2 separate regions of the Sus scrofa genome follow, and region 2 is linked to region 1. The links are chromatin contacts, called in public promoter capture Hi-C maps. All regions are on one chromosome and are shown on one strand. The core of a region is the stretch at or near the end of the contact, and the rest is flanking DNA. Distances in the headings are between cores, read along the strand shown.

Region 1 (6,490 bases), core at 3,309-5,808:
GAAACACAAAGGAACAGGTAAGGCCTCTCTCACAAGCACCCCTGCGCACCCCTGCACCTTGGGCCAGAAGCCTCAGGCTCACCAGGAGGTCACAGAGCTTCTCCCGATTGACATCGTAGGTCACCTTGAAGTCCCCGTTCAGCAGAGTCGTAGAGCATGTGGAGCAGGATTGTTGCTGGCCCACCGTGGGGCGGAAAAGCACATGACCCTGGAACCATCGAGGGTGAGGAACATTACTGGTCTGCAGTGACATTTGCGGGGGGCGTGCCCACAGTGTGGGGAAATTCCCAAGCCAGAAATTGAACCCGTGCTACAGCAGAGCAACTTCAGATCCTTTAGCAACTAAAACCACCAGGGGACTCCTACAGGTTTACAGCAACAAGGTCTTAAGATGCATGCATGAGTGTGTCTGTGGTGCCTCGGTACAGGAATGAGTCTGGTGGGCCCCTTGGCCCTGCTGCTGAGAGTACACACCTGTGGCTGGTAGGAGGGAAGACCTGTTTCTTTGCTCATATGCTTCTGAATCATTGGGATTTTCTACAGTAAGTATCACCACTTTGGGTATACAGTAAAAACAAAGTAATAGCAGCATGAGAGTAAGAAGGACATTGGTCAACTGAGGCTGTCCGGTGAAAAAAGGAAATCTACAGCAGTGTGCAGGAAACTGGAATTTACCTGGATAGACAAAGAGCAGAGGGCTGGAAGGAAGGGCCCAGAGTGGGAACTGCGGTCTGGTTGGATTTGGTGCTGGTGCTCAGGGAAATGAGGGGTGGTTTGTACTGGATACATGTCTTTTTTATTTTTGGCTCCATCCATGGCATGTAAAAGTTCCTAGGCTAGGGATCCAAAGAGCGCATCCCATAGCAGCGACCCAAGTTGCTGCAGTGACAACGCTGGATTCTTAACCCACTGCGCCACAAGAAAATTCCCACACTTTCTTTAAATATATTTTTCTTTTTACTTTTTGTTTGTTTGTTATAAAAGTAAAACAGGGAGTTCCCTGGTGGATCCTCAGGTTAAGGCTCTAGCATTGCCACTGCTGTGGCTTGGGTCTCTGTTGTGGCAGGGGTTTGATCCCTGTCCTGGGAACTTCCACATGCCATGGGAATGACCAAAAAAATAAAATAAAATATGCTCATTAAAAAACTTTTAAAAAGGGAGTTCCCATCATGGCTCAGTGGTAATGAACCCAACTATCCATGAGGATGTTGGTTTGATCCCTGGCCTCACTCAGTGGGTTAAAGATCTGGTGTTGCCATGAGCTGTGGTGTAGGTTGCAGGTGCGGCTTGGATCTGACATTGCTGTGACTCTGGTGTAGGCCTGTGGCTACAGGTCTGATTAGACCCCTAGGCTGGGAACCTCCATATGCCATGGGTGTGGTCCTAAAAAGCAAATCAAATCAAATAAATTATTAGGAAGACACCAATCTGCTTGGTCTCCTATTGAATGCAAGCATGTTTGCTAACACTCTGAGGTATCATATTTTTTTCAAAGGGACCCCTCCAAAACTGGAAGAAATATTTCTTCTGAGTGAATTGTTATGGAATCACTACCAAGGTAGGAGGGGAATAAATGGTTTGCTTCTGGCTGTAGTGGAAGGCAAGTTAGGAAGCAGAGCACTAGCTGGGTATTATCCACTCAGATGCCACACTCCTCGAGGACCTAGGGCAGGTATGAGCAGGGGGCTTCTGGGATTCCTGCAGATGGGTGGAAAGAGCCACATGGCAAGTGACTGGGTGTAGGCCAGAGACCTTTCCAAGCTTGGAATCCTGACTGTAACAGCACCTCAGGTTTGCGTGTGTGCCCTATATTTCCTTGAATGCATTCCCATGGGTGTGAGAGAGGCCAAGAGGAAACTGAGGCTTAAGCAAGTCAGCAACTCACCCCAGTCTGGGCAGCCAGTTGGATACTTCCCCAGCCTCAGCACAGGCTCTTGCCATGTGGCTTTGAGAATCTGAGCGCCAAGGTCCCCTATCTCTCACCTCTAGGGCAGCCTGCAGCCCCTGCCTGGTTGGGCCAAGCTGAGAAGTCTCTGAGGGCCCATCACCACCCCAGCCATCCCACACACCTTTTTCCCTGAGAAGGACTTCTTGATGAGTTGGGCTGCTGCTTCCTTGGAAAGGAAGGAGGCCTGGGCATCCAGCTTGCTGATCCCCTGGGGCTCAAAGATGTCCACGTCGATCTGTGGCATTGAAGCAATTCCTGCGCCAAGGCGCCCATTTGGAAGCCATCATCAAGTCTCAGCTGAGAGCCAGCGTGAATCCTGGTCACCTCTTATGTGTAGTGCCCACCCAACCCTCCGCAAAGGGCCTGGCTCCAAAAATACTGGCCAAATGAACGGGTGCATGTCTGCACGCGTCCATTTGGCTACCACCGAAGTGCCATGACAATCCTAGTGCCTCAGGCTGCCCAGGACTTTCTGGCTTACAAACTCCCTGACATTCAATATCTCGTATGATCCTTACAGCAGTCCCGAGACACGCAAAACCCCCATTAAACAGATGAGCAAGCCAAGGCTCCGAGAGGAGGAGGTTGGAAAGTTCAGGGAACTCCCTACCCATGAGGAGCCATCAGAGCCCACCCTGAGGAGCAGTGCCCTCTCCGTGTGCTCAGGCCTGGGACAGCATAGGCACAAGGTGGGCGCCAGGCCACAGTAAGGGAGCGGCAGGAGCCCAGCTCCAGAGACCTTGCCCCACATGTGGTCGCCTGTGATCTACCTCAAAATGCTGCACCAGCTGCTTGGGTTTGACCTTGATGACAATGTCATACTGCGTAAGCTTGCGCCTCAGCACCTCCTCGTAGGTTAGCTGGAATGTGGCCTTGCTCCGAGGACCAATGGTGACGTGGATGGTAAATTGCTCCATTGTTCTCCCTGAGGCCCTGGACATACCACCGGGGCAACAATAAACAGACAAGTGGTAAGTGACAGGAGGGTCCTTGTCACCTAAAGCATGGCCCTCAAAATCAAACTCTCTTATTTAAGTGCTGCTCTCAGATTGCCTTGACCCTCGCTCTTGTCTTAGCTGGCTGATCAGGATTATGTGGCCAGGGCCCCGTTTCTCCAGAGGCTCGTGTGGGAGACAGGCAGGTCAACACCAGCCTTGTCCAGGGGGGCTGTGCCAGCAGTGGCTTTGGGGAGTTTGCTCCCTTCCCCCAGCCTGGAGTTGCAGCGCTCAGATCCAACCTGGCAGGGAGGGCATACCAGGGACCAAAACTGCAGCGTCCAGAACTCACCTGACGAGGCCAGAATTCTCTCCTGAAATGGCTGCTTTCCGGTACTGCTTCCATGCAGTCACTTTGTCCTTTATGTCCCCCACAAATGTGTTTTCATCTGCTGTGCTACAGGGAGGAAGAAGCCTTCAGGGAGGTGCCCCTCCCCAGCCATGCAGACCCTTCCTATTAGAGGTGACGCCAGCCCAGGTCCTGAAGAGGCCCTGTCTAGGTGAGTGCATCCCCCGACAGGGAGGTGGGCATCCATGGCCACAGGGTCCCACAAGAAGCCTTGGATGCCTGCTTTTGCTCCTCGGGCCCTAGGCTGAAGATATCCTGTCAGAGGCTCTAGTTTGCTCTCCAAGATGGGAGCCCAGAGCAGACCTAAAGGGCTTTTTCGTGCCTCACAGTCTGGGGTGGTCTGTGGCCCCTGGGGATGAGGGGATGGGCTGGGCTTTCTGACCACTCTGAGCTGTGGCTGCGGGCTGGGACTGGCAAAGCCATCAGAGCACATACATGGCAAAGTCGCTGATGAAGGCTGTCTTGGGGATTTCCACATCGAAGGCCACTTCCTTGGCTTTGTTGGCGTTGTTGACCACTTGGCTGGTGACGACGTAGTGGGCGAAGCGAGAGGTGACCTTGCAGTTGACTTTCAAACTCCGAATGACCACACCATTGACGGCCTAAAGTGAGACAGACGTGAGAGAGGTGGCCTGGGATGGAGCCTCTGAGCCATGAGAGGCCTCGGCACCCATCTCAGACACAGGGGCCGCTCTCTATGCCTGAGACCATGCTGTGGGGCATGAGGTGGAGGCGGGGAAGCCTCCATCTGCAGGAGACAGGCGTCTGTCGTCTGTCTGCCCAGGGCACGCCCTGAAGCACAGGGAGAACAGGCTGGAATAAGGGCCCCACCACAGACCCTTTTGCCAAGACTCTCACTCACTGTGTCCATAGCCTGTTGCTTCTGTAAAGCAAAACCGGGAGGGGCAAGTATGAGTGCAAACGCTCAGGGGAACAGGTCCTACCTGTTAAGGGATGGGAGCAGGATGTGGCCTATGTCCTCTACCCCTCGACCTCACCTTCCCCATGCTGCTGGGAGGTCACCTCTCCATTCAGAGGAGGTAGAGGCGTGTGAGTTTAGCCCCGGTCCCTGAGGCCCCATCTGGGCTCAGCTGCCTGTTTCTGGCCCAGGGATTTACTCACATACCTTGTTGCCTTTGGTACTGTCTGTGGGTGAACCTTGAGTGGGCATGGCCTGCAGGGCGAGGTGGGACGCCAGGCACAGGCAGAGCAGCCCCTGCAGCCCCATGGTGCCGTCCATGGACTCAAGCCTCTTGCTGCCTTATCACTTCACTCAGACCATTAATCAATAAAATGCTGGACAAACATGGATTAAACATTAGACAAGGCAAAGGCAAATATTACATTTGGGGGATAAAATTTGACAGTAATAGCTTTCTCCTTGGGGGGATTCCCAACAGTGTAAACTCCTGACCAGACTCAGAGTGTGCCCCTCGAAATAGAACTGCACTCAGCTGGCATGAATTGTGAAGACCCAGGTGGCCATTTAATCCTGGGTCTGTGGCACTGAGGCAACACAGTGATACTGTGGCATGTGTCAAGAAGCCACAGTTTAATAAGAATTTCTCAACTTCGTTAGATGTTCCTCTCCCCAAATTCTTTAAGCATCAACAGACTTTTCAGAAAGTCACACGTTGTCCAGGGAAGCAGATATGCTGGCTTAGAGAGTGTCTGCCCATATCCTCGTTTCTGGCACCAACTCTAATAGTTCTGCCAGAGAGAGTCTGAACAGTTCTGGGGATACGTAATGGGTGGCACATACTTTAGGACAGCCAGATTTGGAAAGAAGAGCAGAAGTAAGCTTCATTGTTCCTCCTGGGTAGGGATGCTTGGCAGGTACAGTGGAGATAAGGCTGAAGGCCATGCTTTCATGATGGAGGGCACAATATGAGCCATGCATTGCTCTAAGCCCTTTATGATCTAATTTTATCCTCATGGTGTTCCTGGAACACTGGTCCCACAGCAAGTGAAAGAGCAGGTGTTGAAACCCAAATCTTTTAGACCCCAAAGCCCAAGTCTATCACTTAATTACAGAAATGTCCTCTGCTTTGTTAGGAGGACAGAAGAAGCAGTCAAAGTTCTCAGAGACCCATTTTGTACCTGCAATTTCTCAAGTTTTATGCATTAAACCCTCCCTGTCCCCAACAAGCCACAGCACACTGGGCAGACACCACCCTTGGTCAATCCACTCTATGGCCCTGGTTGGGATGCACTGGTGGCCATGACCCTGATATGGCCAGGGGGCCCAGAGGCTTCTTTGATCTTGTTTGCTTGTTCTGGACTTTGTCTCACAGAGCAGCTTCTGGGTAAGTGTTTATTATCCCCAAGCAAGAATGCCCTTCTGGACTGTTTTCTGTGGAAGATGAGATGAATCAACATGAAACAGTATGTTGGGGGTTCTGATGATTTCCTGCACCAGTATCCACACAAGGCTTGTGTTGGGTTGGGCACATTTCCAGGCATCAGGACACCACAATGATGAAACTCAACTGCCTCCCAGTGTTCAGTGGGCTGATGCCTTGGGAAAAGGAGTCAGACAAGTCAAAGGAAGCCCATTGAATCCTAGGAGTGGTCAGAAGCTAAGGAGGAGCCTGAGGAAGCTGTGGAAATCTGGAAAGGGTAGAGATCATCTCCTGCAGGGCCTTGGAGAAGGCTCCTAGAGGAGGTGCCTGGTAAACAGAGCAGCACTCAGGAATGGGAGGTGGGGAGGGGAGGGAGAGAAAAATAGATATGTTAGAAAAACAGGTAAGTGTGAAGCATGATTGGGGAAGGGGAAGGTGTCTGTGTGCAAGAGCAGTACCTAATGAAGAGGGAAGGGGAAGGAGGCTGGGAAATGGTTTGGACCCACTGTCACAGGGCTCTGAAAGTGAACTATCTTTTCTTTCTTTCTTTCTTTTTTTTTTTTTTTTTCGGTCTTTTTAGGGCCACACCTGTGACATATGGAAATTCCCAGGCTAGGGACTGAATCGGAGCTATAGCTGCTGGCCTATGCCACAGCCACAGCAACGAGGGATCTGAGCCATGTCTGTGACCTACACCACAGCTCATGGCAATGCCGGATCCTTAACCCAGTGAGTGGGGCCAGGGACTGAACCTACGTCCTCGTAGATATTAGTTGGGTTCATTACTGCTGAGCCACAAGGAGAACTCTGAAAGTGACCTATCTTTTTGAGTAGGAAACACTAAAGATATTTTGAG
Region 2 (6,920 bases), core at 207-2,706, 52 kb before region 1:
TAGGAGTACGTCTTCCCGTTTAATCCCAGCCATATCCAGAGCCAAAGGGCGGGCAGTACAGGTGCTCACAGAGATGAGGCTTTTGGCTGTCGTCATGCTAAGGAAGGGGAATGTTCACTTGCAACCACAGACACAGCTCTGAGGTCTATGATGCCCTTCCCTAGAGGCGTGTGCTGCTGGCATTGACCGAGGCAGGGCTAGAAGGGAAGCCGCCTTCCTGACCCTTGCAAGTAAAGTCACTGCCCCAAGACCCCGAGTAGGCCCTGAAGATGGCGCCCTCCCCTAGCTCCCCTAGTGCCACTGAGCCCTCTTCCCTGACCCAGGATTTGGCACCTGGCCACTTTGCTGAAGCATCTTTATCCCATCTTTGGCCATGGACTCAGGAGCCAAGCTTTCAAAGCCACAAGGACATAAGCACTAGCTGCGTCCAGAACCCCTAATATTTATTCACTTTATTATTTGTTAGGAAAGCAGCCTTTCAACTTTATTAAAGGAAAACTGAAAAAAGTCATTGGTAGTCCTACCCCAGACCCTCTAGCCACCCTCTCGTGGGTCTGGGCTCACAACAGCGGCACCACCTTGGCATGGATCGGCCTTCTACCCGTTCTCAAGCTGTGACTCACGGACTCCCTTGGCGTGACTGACCTCCACGTAGGCCGCCTAAGCATACATACCCCCCACCCCCAAGTCACCCCTTTCAAGAGCTCTGTGCTTTCTGTTCTGTGCTTCTGTTTCAGGAAATTCCTTGGATCGAGTGAGACCTCGGGGCCGCAAAGTGTGGGCCTCTTTATGGCTTTCACTTTGTATTGCGAACCACATGTTTAGGAGGCCTTGCTGGAGTTGCACAAAGAGTCCTGGCTAGAATAGTGGGGCCCCAACAGAGAGAAGGGAGGCCCTTTGGCTCAGCCCCTCTCGCTCCAGAAGTAAGGCATATAGCCATCCTGCTTTGGCCCCAGCAGAGCGTGCCCCACTCGGGCACCCCAAGGACTGCTGGGTGCCTTTGGGGCCCCACTGCCCAGTCACTCTGACCTGGCCTCTGGCCCCTGCCTCCTGGAAGCCACCCTCTGGCCCTCCTCTGCCTGGCTATCCCTCTGCTTCACCCATTCTGGGCTTAAAGAGAGCTGGCCAGTTCACTGCGTGTCCCCCAGCCCTGGGAGGCTTAGTGGAATGACTGGTATGAGGGGTGGTAGTGGCCTGAGAAGGTTCTGGACCTTTCAGGTGGGGCGCCAATACCCACTGCCACCTGAAGCCTGCCCCTCCTCAGTACATGTTCCCGTCCCCAGTCAAGGTCCACAGGATGTTCATAGTTTGCCTGCTTATCTGAGCCGCTGGGGTTTTTGGCGTGCAGATCCCAATTTCCCAGAACCTGCCCCCACAGGGGCGGGGCAGCAGGCAAGTTACTAATTCATTCCACGCTTCTTCTTAAGTTCAGAAGCCAGCCTGACAGGCAGAGGAGCCAAAATGAAGACCCTCTCCCCTACTGGTGCCTACGGCCTTCTGCTGGTCCTGCCCTTGCTGCTGGCTGTCCTTCAGAGCACCACGGCCCACAAGGTAGAGGGCGTCCATAGGCGCCTCTGTGTGTGCACCCGAGTGTGAGTGGGGCCAGCTTGTGTGTGGGTGAAGGGGAGGAGAGCCTCAGTGTGTGCAAGTGTGTAAGTGCAAATGAGCACAAGTCATTGTGTGTGTACAGAGAAGTGATGCTGCCCATCCGCCAGGCAGCATTCTTAGGACTCTCACTATGAAGAGTCCTGCATTTACTTGAAGCGGTGATCCTGTTATTTCCAGTTCAAGGGCAGGAGGTGCAGTCTAGCGAGTTGCCCTGGAGGGGAGAGGTGGATAGGAATGGGCCTCAGGCTTCTCTCTTAGCTCTCTGGCTGTGTGACCTCATGGAAGTTATTGATGCTTTCTCTGCTTCCATTTCCTCATTGAGAACAAGTTGATCATAGAGCTGGTCCAAGGTTTGTGGCAAAGGTGGACCTTCTAGTGCTATAAAGTGCTGAGTACAGCGCCTGGCACAGAGCAGATACTCACATGTCAACAAGCCAGTGGGCCACCACGCACCTCGGTGCTAAGCACAAGCGTGCCGTATGCAGCCAGGCAGGAGCTGTGTAGACTCTGCCTGTGTGCACTTGCTCTTCCTTGGAGACCGCAGACCTCAGGTGAAGCACACAGGCCTGGGGAGTGCCTTGTGGGGAGGGACAGAACATCAGGGAGGCCCTGTGGCTGTGGGGGGAATGGCGGCAGTGTAGAAGATGCCCAGCCCTAGAGATGGACCCTACTTATCTCCAATTCTCCCAGCTCCTGCAGGTTCCTGGGGGGAGGCTGGCAGGAGCTCTTTTCCCCAAAGGACTTGTTCACTGCATTTTCACTGGGCAAAGCTAAGATGGCATGGAAGCTCCTTGATCAGGCAGGGCCCTCTGCTGCTCACCTCTGCCCCAGGGATAAGTGAGTCCCTCCCAGATACGCTGGTGCTCAGACTCCACTCCCCACCCCTTACCTGCTTGTTCTCCAAAGGGCACAAAGGCCCCCACTGAACAAGACAGATGGGCCCTTGCCCCGTGGCCCTGTCAGGTGGGGAAGGAAGCACACATCTGCCTCTGATTTGAGACCAAGGTTCACATTTGAAATACTTCATGGGATTTGGCCTGAGACCTGATCAGTGGCTAGGTTGGGGGCCAGGGCTTGGTCTGGGACTAAGGATGAGACCCACTCTTGAAGAGCAGTTGGAACAATCAAACCATTCCTCCTTCACTGGTCCAGAATGACATCAACATCTACAGTCTCACCGTGGACTCCAAGGTCTCGTCCCGATTTGCCCACACAGTCGTTACCAGCCGAGTGGTCAACAAGGGCAGTGCTGTGCAGGAGGCCACCTTCCAGATGGAGCTGCCCAAGAAGGCTTTCATCACCAACTTCTCCATGTAGGTGCCCTCCTGCCCTCCTCCTTGGCCCCTCTCCCCTGTGATGCCATGGCCCCTGTGCCCCATCAAGAAGAGAGTCCCTTCTTCTGATGTGAGGTGTGCCAGAATCTATGCCTGAGGTGGATGTGCCCCACCTGTAGGCAATACAGGGACCACAGGCTTAAGCCAGGAACGTCTTGCATTGTCAGAGATGCCCCCACCCCGCCCCTGCTGCATCCCTCCTGCCATCCATCTCTCCTTCTCTTCATCCATCCATTATCCCTCAGGCTGCTTGGGTGGCAGGTGGAGAATCATGGCATCTTTGTGTCTTCACCTTTGAGAAGTACAGACTTGGGGCCTCCTGAGGCCAAGACTAGGTAGGAGGGAGTCACCAAAAGGCAGATTCCAGCTCAGAATACAGAACATTTCCTAGCCCTTGGGCTGCCCTGCAACGAAGCACTGCCTCAAGGAGAGAGGGACCACCTTCTTGTCACAGAAGTTCTATGGCAGACTGGTCCTCCACCCTCAACTGGGATACCACTGAGGTGGGTCTGTTCTGGGTCAGAGGCTGCACTGGGAGTTCCCTGGAGTTTGCCTGGACCCTGTGATACTCACCACGTCCTCTACTGTCCTCCCACCCCCTTCCCAACTCAGTTTTGCAATATTTGCTAAATGCAAGAGAACTCTGTCTGTCCCTGGCCCCACAGGAGAGGCTGTGGTTGAGAAAGGCGGATGTCGGAAACTCAGGGAGGGTGATGGGTGATGAGGCAGAGAGCAAGTGTTTCAGGAGGAGGCCCCAGCACACCCTGAGACTTTTGGAAACCTGTGGTGGGGGCAAGGTCCCTGTGGTTGGCTCTTTCTTATCTCTCTACCCACCCCACCCCCAAACAGCCCTGCTTTTCCTAACCCTGGAGCCAGATCTACACTGCCCAACTTGCAGCATGGGCTTTGCAGGCTGCCCCCTGCCTCCCGTGTAGGTGCCATGACTGGCAAGCTTCTATCCTGTCACATCTGAGGGCCCAGGACTTGCACTCCTTTCTGAGCCCCGCTCCTATTGCTGCATGAAAGGGAAGCAGGGGGCAGGGGACCCCAACTGGGCATTTACGAGGAGGAGCCCTATGGCCCAGCACCAGCTCCATCCCTAGTCCAGAGTTAAATTGTGACCAGGACGGTGGGGAGGAGGGACACTTGATCCTAACGCCCTGGCTGCCCTCTCCCAGCAACCCCTGTACACTCTCACCCTTTCACAGCAGTCCCAGGTGGAGCAGGCTTATGTTTGCCTCCATGAGGAGCTTCTGGGGGATTCATTTTCCTTCCAGAAGAACAGCCCAGTCAGTTCTCTCTCAGTCTCCCCCAAAATGGCCACCAGGATTATGTCCTCACCCCAAGGGACCAAGTTGTCCAAAACCTCCTTTTCCAGAAGCCAACTTCTCTCCAGAGTGGCCTGACCAGTGTTGGTGGGAAAAAGGGGAAGCTGCAGAGGAGGGGGGGCAGAGGCTTTGAGCCCGTGTCTCCACTGGCTTGGGAGCCAGTATCTCTTCCCTCCTCAGCCTTCCCTGCACAGCTGGACCCAGGGCTGTGGGAAATGGGTCTCAAAGCTTTCGCTGCTGGCTGGCCAGTCTGGGCACAGTCTGTGGCATGAAAGGGGTAGTTGGAAGGTGGGACCAGACAGGAAGGGAGAAGAGAGGCTGGGGCCTAGCTCAGCCCTGCTTTCTCTGCAGTCTTGGTCCTGGTTGTTCAGTAAAAGTCCTGTTTACTGACACAGTGCATGTCCCAGGATAGATGGAGGCCTGCAGAGCCCCCATCTGCACGAGGGCCCCACGCAGAGTCGTATCCACAGTAGCTGCAGAATAAATGGGTGGGCTCAGGTAAAGTTAGGAGTCACTGTGTCAATAGGCACACAAAATGGAGTTCTCTCGTGATGTAGCAGGTTAAGGATCTGGCATTGTCACTGCCAGCTTGCATCAATGATGTGGCATGGGTTTGATCCCTGGCCTGGGAACTTCCACATGCCACAGAATCTACTCAAGAGTTTTAATAACTACCTGTATGGGGAGTTTCCGTCATGGCTCAGTGGTTAACAAACCTGACTAGTATCCATGAGCATACAGGTTTGATCCCTGGCCTCACTCAGTGGGTTAAGGATCCAGCATTGCTGTTAGCTGTAGGTGTAGGTCGCAGATGTGGCTTGAATCTGGCATTGCTGTGGCTGTGGTGTGGGCTGGCAGCTACAGCTCCGATTCAGCCCCTCACCTGGGAACCTTCATGTGCTGCAGATGCAGCCCTGAAATGGCAAAACAAACAAAACACCTTTATGGGGAAAAAAGAATGAATGTATTTATACATACAACTAATTCACCTTGCTGTACACCTGAAACTAATACAACATTGTAAGTCAGCTATACACCAATAAGATTGAAAAATTTAAAAAAGCACACGAAGTCCTGGAGGAGATGGGATTACAGGGGGTCTCCCCTGCCAGGCTCTCAGCAACTTCCTCCCTCATATCCCAGGATCATCGATGGTGTGACCTACCCAGGTAACATCAAGGAGAAGGCTGCAGCCCAGGAGCAGTACAGCGCAGCCGTGGCCAGGGGAGAGAGTGCTGGCCTTGTCAGGTGAGCCCAGGGGGGTGGGGGGGGGACCCCTTGGGGTCGGGTAGACACTGTCCCTTGCCTTCAGCCCTTTAGCTTTGTTCCTGCCTCCAGTGGCCATAACCCCCTGGTCTGAGGGGCAGACCTGATACCCTCCTCCCCCAGGGCCACTGGGAGAAAGACAGAGCAGTTCCAGGTGGCAGTCAGCGTGGCTCCTGCTGCCAAGGTCACCTTCGAGCTGGTGTATGAGGAGCTTCTGGCACGGCATCTGGGAGTGTATGAGCTGCTGTTGAAAATCCAGCCCCAGCAGCTGGTCAAGCACCTGCAGGTACCTGGTGCCACCTCCTCTTAGCAGGTCTCCTAGGTGACCCTGCTCTGCTGAAGGCGGCCCCTACTTCCCCCTCTGCCTCCTGTGAGGGCCAGCCCCAGCTCCCAGTGACCTACTTCTTCCCTCTAGATGGACATTCACATCTTCGAGCCTCAGGGCATCAGCTTTCTGGAGACAGAGAGCACCTTTATGACCAATGAACTGGCAGAGGCCCTCACCATATCACAGAACAAGACTAAGGTGGGCCTGCTATGGTCTGTGGGTAAGGGTTCCAAGGGGCCTGTCTTCAGGCTAGCTCTGTGGGCCTGGAATTCCCTAGCGTGGGACCCTTGGGCAGAATCTCTGAGCTGGAGGCACCTGGGAGGTTCCTGTGTCCATGCTGTCATTTGGCAGGTGGGAAGGGCAAGGCCTAGGGAAGGATATTGGGTGCTGGTTTGAACCCTGTGATTGGGAGCAAAGACTATTATGAAAGTCCCAGAACCAGTTAGGAAGGAGGAGCTGGCTGGACTGCACACATCCTAAGCCTGGCCTCTACTTGCACAGATCTGGGAGCAGGGGATTCACTCCTCTACTACCCCGAAATTGAGGCAGTCTGTCCAATTGCTCAGCCTGAAAGAAAGTCCCTGGAATTTGACCCGAGGCTGCCTCCTGGAATTCTCTCTTCAGATGGGGAGGAGTGGTGGCATTGTCATGGCCTCGCTGCGTCTCCTAACTTCAGCTCGTTTATTTTTCTAGGCTCACATCCGATTCAAGCCGACACTCTCCCAGCAGCAGAAGTCCCCAGAGCAGCAGGAAACGGTCCTGGATGGCAACTTCATCGTCCGCTATGATGTGAACCGGACAGTCACTGGGGGTTCCATTCAGGTGCGTGGGCTTCAGGCAAGAGCTGGGCCACCAAAAAGTCTATCTCCCCTCAAGGGCCTGAGCCTCAGTATTGTAGAAGAAACGACAAAATAGCCACCCCTAATTATCAGCGTGCCCTAGGGATAGCACAGACAGAAAACAGGCAGTATAGTTGTGTTGTCCCAGAAACAGTTCCCTTTCAGAGGCAAAAAAAAAATTCGTCTGTGCTGAAGAGCTACCATGCAGGGTTTTCCT

The links. Promoter capture Hi-C pulls out the DNA fragments that hold promoters and counts their contacts.
Region 2: a promoter capture Hi-C map of liver shows a contact between it and region 1, with 5 times the contacts expected there. The contact joins the promoter of ITIH4 here to the promoter of ITIH1 in region 1. A contact is called at or near these places in 2 of 5 promoter capture datasets (both in liver), 5 of 47 Hi-C or Micro-C datasets (fetal liver, liver and skeletal muscle) and 2 of 2 datasets of contacts at active chromatin or transcription factors (alveolar macrophages and skeletal muscle).

The regions. Positions count from the first base shown.
Region 1 is chr13:34,890,407-34,896,896 of Sscrofa11.1, reverse strand. ITIH1 (inter-alpha-trypsin inhibitor heavy chain 1) reads right to left here and starts at 4,558. Exons shown (of 21, transcript NM_213924.2): 1 at 4,419-4,558; 2 at 3,728-3,894; 3 at 3,236-3,340; 4 at 2,719-2,881; 5 at 2,070-2,183; 6 at 83-208. The coding sequence starts at 4,532. NEK4 (serine/threonine-protein kinase Nek4) reads left to right here. Exons shown (of 18, transcript XM_021068940.1): 2 at 3,347-3,443.
Region 2 is chr13:34,938,405-34,945,324 of Sscrofa11.1, reverse strand. ITIH4 (inter-alpha-trypsin inhibitor heavy chain family, member 4) reads left to right here and starts at 1,456. Exons shown (of 27, transcript NM_001001537.1): 1 at 1,456-1,551; 2 at 2,761-2,921; 3 at 5,414-5,518; 4 at 5,660-5,822; 5 at 5,952-6,062; 6 at 6,558-6,686. The coding sequence starts at 1,462.